Regions from separate parts of the Dromaius novaehollandiae genome. Here region 1 is linked to region 2. The links are chromatin contacts, called in public Hi-C maps. All regions are on one chromosome and are shown on one strand. The core of a region is the stretch at or near the end of the contact, and the rest is flanking DNA. Distances in the headings are between cores, read along the strand shown. Region 1 has its middle 40 kb from the start of YARS2. Region 2 holds the start of PKP2 (plakophilin 2).

Region 1 (3,268 bases), core at 49-2,548, 66 kb before region 2:
GTCATTCATCTTCAGTATACTGGGGTGGAAATAGGCTTGGGGATCAGAGGGTTTTCCCAGTGAAATGAAAACTTTGTTTACTCTGGCTAGCACAGGTAACAATAATATATGAAAAGCAAGAGCTATATAGATCTGGGAGCCCTGAAGCAATCCTATTATGCTTGCTGGTGCTCAAGTGATGGCTGTATCTCTAGTATGTCAAGCTGATCCAGCTGAAAGCCCCTCACGGCTTGCTGTAGGCACCCACAGCTGGGGGCAGCTGTGCTCTGCGATGGTAGGATGTGGTTACCCTAATCCTCTCCCATCATGGTCTGTCATATGTGACCTGCTGACAGTGTGGTGGGCTGTGGTCTGTCTTTCTAGTCAATCTCTTTTTTCCTCTCCATTTGTCCTGCTATCCAGCTGTGCAGCTAAGGAGTAAGGGAGTGTGTGTGTGTGTGTGTGTGTATGTGTGTGTGTGTGTGTGTGCGCGCGCGCGCACATGCAGCACCACAGCTATGGTCCTTCCTGTGGATCAAAGGAGCATGGAAAGGATGAAGATGTGCTGCAAACCAGCCATCTCAGTCCCTTCTACCAAAGGCTGGGGCTTTGGGAGTCAGAAATGGGACTGGTAATTTTGCCTTACCATTGGTAAGTGTTGTGGAAAAACAAGCAGGTGTTGTGAGAAGCAGTATGGTTCCTGCTGCACTTGTCCTCCCTTCTGCAGAAGGTTTCTGTCCCCTCTCGGCGACAGTGTGGCCGCACCGATAGATGGTCCTCACCACCCAGTGTGTGGCAATTGCTGATGGAGTGGAAGCATGGAGCTCCTGAGCAGCAGCTGCTTCAGCCAGAGGATGCTTGAGGTCTGCTGGGGAACCAGCACGTATGTCTCTACCCCTCACACCTGCTGATGCATGGCCACCTGGCTGGAGGAGTGCTGCGGGAGGCATCTGCAGAGACAGGGAGTGAGCTGAGGGAAGAAAGAAACAACACAACATCACATAGGGAAAAATGTGGCTAGCCCTTGCTGGGTTCATGCTTCTCCCTGTGCCCTCTGGGGTACCCTGGTCTGTGGTCTCCCATCTCCCATGCCCCTCCTGCAGGTGACCCCAGGCTCCAGTGACCTCTTCCCCTGCTAAAGGTGACTTGAAAATTCTGTCCCCTGCCTCCCAAAATCTGGTTTATGCTATTAAATACTGTTCTTCCCTCCCCCTACACACACATATGCAGGAAACTTTTGCTCCTGGGGTGCTTTGTGCCTTTCTCCGGCAGAGCTTCAGCTGCCTGCCAGAGGGTGTCTCACTGCACCCAGGCAAGTCTCCCTGCTCTGAAAAACAGCAACCACTTCTGCGCAGGCTGCTGGCTTAACAGCAGGCAGTAACATCTCATGGGCTGGGTGCTTCCAGGGCAAAGGAAACTCTCCGGCTGAGGATTAATGTAAAGCACAAGCGACTTGCATCCGTGAAGAGCAGCCTGGAAAGCAACACACAGCAGTGCAGCAGCAAGCTTGCCCCTCATGCTGCCCTCTGCTTCCTCCAAGGTCCCTGCCATATCTTTTCACCCTCAGTTCTGCTGGCCTGTCCTTAAAAAGACTGCAGAAACAGAGAACCAAATGTGTTTTTGATGTTTTTCCTTTTTTCCCTCCAACTAGTGGATTTATATCAGGGATCAATTTAGTTTCAGCACGTACAATTTTCACAGTGTTTATAATGGGTTTCCTTCGTGATGAGCAGCATGATTTTTGTCTGGTTGTTTAATATTACTTCATCTGTTGCTCTGTGATAGATGATTAATCTTTACCAATGGTGTTATTAAGCAGTTCCTACAAAGTATTAATTCATAAGCCTGTAATTCCCCTTCTCCCTAGGTAGGAAGCCTGGGCAGATGTTACATTTCAGTTCTAATTACACACGTTAGGATGAATTACTTGCTATTACTCAAAATAAATTGGTCTTTCATATGAGTGCAGCATATAAATGGATGGCTACAATTCTACCAAGCTGAAACAATTGTGCCTAATCCAAAATAATTGTGTGTTTTATAACAGAATCAAATCAGCAACTTTCTATTGTTTTTCTGTTCAGCATGACCGTCGGGAGAAGATTTTGCCCTTTGAAGATTTGAGCTAAAAATTCAAGTGGTATGTGAATGCCATTGGCAGAGGTGGAGGAAGGGTGCCCCTTTCTAGTTTGCCCTCTCTGATTTCTGTAGCCCTTCAAAGGGAGCAGCCACTGGGTGCTTCACTGCGCTGGCGCTTCAGTTCACCTTACGCTTGTGAACATGCCGCGTTCCCAATTTACGTGCTGGTATTTAGCATAAGAAGACTCTAGTCTGGTGTCTTCATTGTTCTGTGGACTGACCCACAAGTTGTGTACTATTTGGGGGGGTGGAGGGAGGAGGAGGGCACACATGCTATGTGCAGTCTTTTAAAAATCCCATGGGTGTTCCTGAGATTGTCCTGGTGATAAGTGTGGATCCTCTGCCACGCTGGAATGCATGGGCAGGCTTCCTCTGGAATAAATCAGGCAGCTTCTCTTAGTGCAGACACAGGAATTTTAGTGCAGACACAGGAATTTTTGTTAAATGAGAGGACTAAACACATTCCTGATGTCAGACCTTAACTTCCAGGGGTCTGGTTAGTTTGGTTAATCTGTAGCTAGTACACATATTGTGTTGGATGGCATTCGTTATCAGCTGTAGCTACATGCAACTCTAAGGCTGCATTTAGCATTCACAGTTTTGCTGTTCAGAAGATTGCCTTTTTTACACAACCATATCTGTGTTTGCTCCATTTTGGTTTTAATTATCGGTGGTAAATCTACTTAAGCAGTGAAATATATTTTGTCAGGAGAACTCTGGAAGTGCTTTCTCAGGAGAAAAATAATTAGAAAGGTTAATGTAATTCCCTCTGTAAAAAAATTTAAACTCATTTGCTTTGAGAAATAAAGCAGATGCTTTGTTCACAAAACTGTATTAAATTAGCTTGGGGGGGGGTCCCATTACTATTTCTCAAGTATAGCAAAAATGGCAAATTAAATATACATCCATTTTAAAAATTGAAGATAAAGTCTGTTTTCAAATGTGTGCAATGCCATATGCAAACCAGACTCACTTTACTGTGTACTTTGTTTCACATAAACCCTGGGAGAGTAAAATTGAAATAGTGACTTTCCTGTGTTGAAACTATAGATTTCCTTGGATGGGCTCTGCAGGAATGTGATTTTAACATGATGACAGAATCAGTACTGAAAGCTCTGATTTGCACGTCAGTTCTCTGCAATAAACTGAG
Region 2 (3,441 bases), core at 436-2,935:
TGAAGTACAAGGAAACATTTTTCTGCCTGACAAGACAGATGAGTGAAGTGTGTTTATAAATGTGAAGCCCTTTCACTCAGTTTTTTGAAAACAAAAAGTGACAGCTTCCACAATGACAACTGAGCAACAAGGTGTAATAACCTGTAAGTCAGTCATACGTACAAGTCATACTGTAAGTCAGTCATATTTAAAAACAGGAGGAAAGCTTTCAGGATAATTAATTTTATGTTTTCAGATTTTTTTTTTGATTTACTTTGAAAACAATGCATCTTTTCCCCATTAAGACTAACCCCTCCCAGCAGCTTGCCTGAAACCCTCGGCACCTGACGAAGTCACCTCATCAGGGCCTGACACCACAACTGGATCCCCGTCGCACGCAGGTATCACTGCACCGCGGGCCCTATGGAAGGATCGAGCCTGCTGACTGCAAGAGCTTAAAAGCAATTGACTTCAATTTGTACTGCGCATGTAAATGAAAAGGGTAAATAAAGAGTTTAGCAACATTATCACTCGGTTTCCTTTTTACGTCTTTCCCGGGGCTATTTTGCCAAACCTCCTTTTAGTTCATTTTCTTCTACTTCACGGTAAAATATGGAAAACCATTTCCGACATTTCTTTCCGTTTTTTTTAGCAAACAGGGCCAGTGGGTAAAACTAAGTTATTAAAATAAGCACATTAAAACTGTTACAGGATCGGGAGAATTTAGCCTCAACTCTTCTCTCAGGCAGCAGTGGCTGGGCAGAAGAAACATCTCATTCGCTTAATCAGAAAGGAAAAAGAAGGAAAACGTGTGATACAGCTCAGGTTTTTATTACAGATGTTGCGAAGGGAAACGATTCGTATGAAGCCGGTATTCAGCAAGCTCTTTCTCCCCGGGCCCATGCCATCCGCGGGGCACGAAGAGGCTATCCCCGTACAACTCCGCTTGCACTCAGAAGTCCCAACTCCGCAGCCACCTTGCCGGCTAGCGGCTGTGTAGCGGCTGATCACCACCACCGCCTTCACGCAGCAGCTGGCTCCGCTCCGGGGTCAAACCCACCAAAACCGATAGAAAAATGGCTGTGCGTGTGCATGTGTGGCGGGGGGGTGTGGGGGTCCGCGACCCAACGGCTGCGGCAGCCCCGGAGCCGTTGGGAGCCGTTGGGAGCCGCGGGACACCCGGGCCGGGGGGATGGGGGAGGGAGGGGAGCCGGAGGCGGCAGCTGCCTCAGGGGAGCCGCCGGCAGGGCAGGGCCGGGCCGGGCCGGGCCGGGCCGGGCCGGGCCGGGCGGGCACTCACCGTTCACCAGCGATCCCCTGCTCTTCCTGGCCAGCGTCTGCTGGACCTGCCGGTGCAGCCGCAGCGTCTTTTCCTCGCCGGCTCGGCCGCCCGTGAGCTTGAGCCTGGCGTCGGAGGGCAGCGCCAGGCTGGAGCTGTCCAGCTCCCCCAGGATCTGCTGGCCCAGCACGGTGCGGATGTAGCCCTGCTCGGCGGCGGAGCCGTGAGCCGCCATGGGCGCCGGCGGTCGCGGCGCGGCGGTACCTGTTGCGCCGCCGCCTGCTCAGCGCCGCGCTCGGCTGCGGAGGCACGGGCGGCGCCCGGCGCGGCCCCGGGCTCGGCCCCGCCCGCCGCGCAGGTGCCAGGCACAGCCCACACCGCGCTCCTCCCCCGCCGCGGCGGGAGGCGAGGGCAGGGCCGCCCGCTCCCTTCCTCTCCCCTCTCCTCCCGCTCCGCTTCCCGCCAAGGCCTCGGCCCGCGGCCCGGCCCGGCGCGGCTGCCTCAGGCAGCGGGGGAGCGGGGCAGCCCCGCTCCGGGTGGGTCCGGGCCCCAACTAGGGTGGGGGCTCCCTCAAAGAAGTTTTGCTGCGTCTGTCTCTCACCGCCGGGGACACTGAGGGCTTCGAAGAACAGAAACAGTCCAGGCAGAAGATATTTGCTGTGTCTGTTTACACACACACACGCGCGCACACACACACGTATGCCCCACAGAAACATATATATATACACACACACACACACATATATACATACACATTTTTAACATATAACTCTTATTCATTTGCCCTAATACAGTTTATATTATCTTTTGCATCACGTTGTATATTTTGCATATTTATATATTTTACACGTAGCTGCATTTCATATGTGTGTATGTAATTTTCGACCTAAAAGCATAAGGTGTGAGACTGTGCTTTAAAGACAGTGTTCCCTGGCTGTGAAGATAAAACTCCTCCAGGTGGGATTGTGGAGGGCAGGTGGGCACAGGGCTGCTGGTTTGGGAGGCCATCATGCTGTCTGAGGTTTTCACATCGTGTTGAGGGTTTGCAGAGAGAGGTGAACTGAAGCTGCTTCTCTCGATTTAGTTGTAAAGTGCAATTGCACAATTAAAGGCTGAAAAAGCCCAACTGGTTCTGCTCCTGCAGCTGTTTGTGCATGTGTTTTCTGTCATAAAATAGCCTCTTATGCATTGAAATAAAGCTTGGTAAATGGGGGCAGGATGAAGACTTAAGTTCTCATATTACCTCAGAACAGAGCTTTGACTTAATGTTTAAACAAACACGAAGGAGGAGTAAAATGAAACCTGCAGCGTATTGTGGGTGGGAAAGTGCAGACTTTCATGTTCACTTTAGAAAAAGATGGTCCAGGGTAGCACAGTTCCAAAAAATCCCTGACAAACTAAACACAGGTATTTTAATAGAGAAGTTAATGTGTCTTACAAGCAAGTGAAAAATGCATATGTCTTTCAACCTAATTTGTGGTTATATCAGAGAGACAGTGGGACTCAAAATGAGCTGTTATAACTTACTCTTAACAGTACTTTAGACATGACAGTGAGAACACAGAGTAGTTCCAGGAAACCTGGGGAAAAACTGGGACTGGGACTACCCTTGTTTTAAGTTATACCGTAAAGTAAGAAACTGGGGCACTCTCTTTATTTCCTGAAAACTCGGGACTCTAGGGAATTGCACCCTGCTTACTGACATGTCGTGGCAGCAGAATCCTTCTGGTTCTGTGCTGATTTACTCTTTGTCTATCTTCTGTTTTTCTTTAGGAGGGGGAGGGAGCTCTGGCCTTTCCCGTGCCTTGGTCTGGCTAATGTCATCCCCTTTTGCTGTAATGTGGCATATCACAGGAGAGGCTGCATATATGTGAAAATAGCTTCAGTGATTAAAAGAGATGGAGAGTGACACACTTCTTCCTAATAAACGTGGAGGAAAGGTTACTCATGGGAACAGAAAACTTGGAGATAAGCTGTGGGGTACCAGCTGGGAAAGAGGATCAGGGATTTGTGGAAAGGAGGGAGCTGGAGGTATGTGGTAAAACTGCAAAGATCAGGCAGAAAAATGTAACAGAAAAGTGGAAGCATAGGATGGGCAGGATAAGGCAGGGAAAACAATGGGGAAGACACATCACAGCTAGGCAGGAATGTAAACTATGTTAGAAACTATGCTAGAACCTTTT

What was found. Hi-C and Micro-C count contacts between places; a contact is called where the count stands out from the background.
Region 1: a Hi-C map of liver shows a contact between it and region 2, with 10 times the contacts expected there. The contact joins the enhancer-like site here to the promoter of PKP2 in region 2. A contact is called at or near these places in 2 of 4 Hi-C or Micro-C datasets (brain and liver).

Annotation. Positions count from the first base shown.
Region 1 is chr1:62,611,466-62,614,733 of bDroNov1.hap1, reverse strand. No RefSeq gene overlaps it. Among named protein-coding and RNA genes, the nearest start is that of YARS2, 40 kb to the left of the region's middle. Within about 2 kb of position 1,298, at least 2 of the 2 cell types and tissues checked have open chromatin away from gene starts, as enhancers often do.
Region 2 is chr1:62,545,731-62,549,171 of bDroNov1.hap1, reverse strand. PKP2 (plakophilin 2) reads right to left here and starts at 1,685. Exons shown (of 13, transcript XM_026119781.2): 1 at 1,280-1,685. The coding sequence starts at 1,493.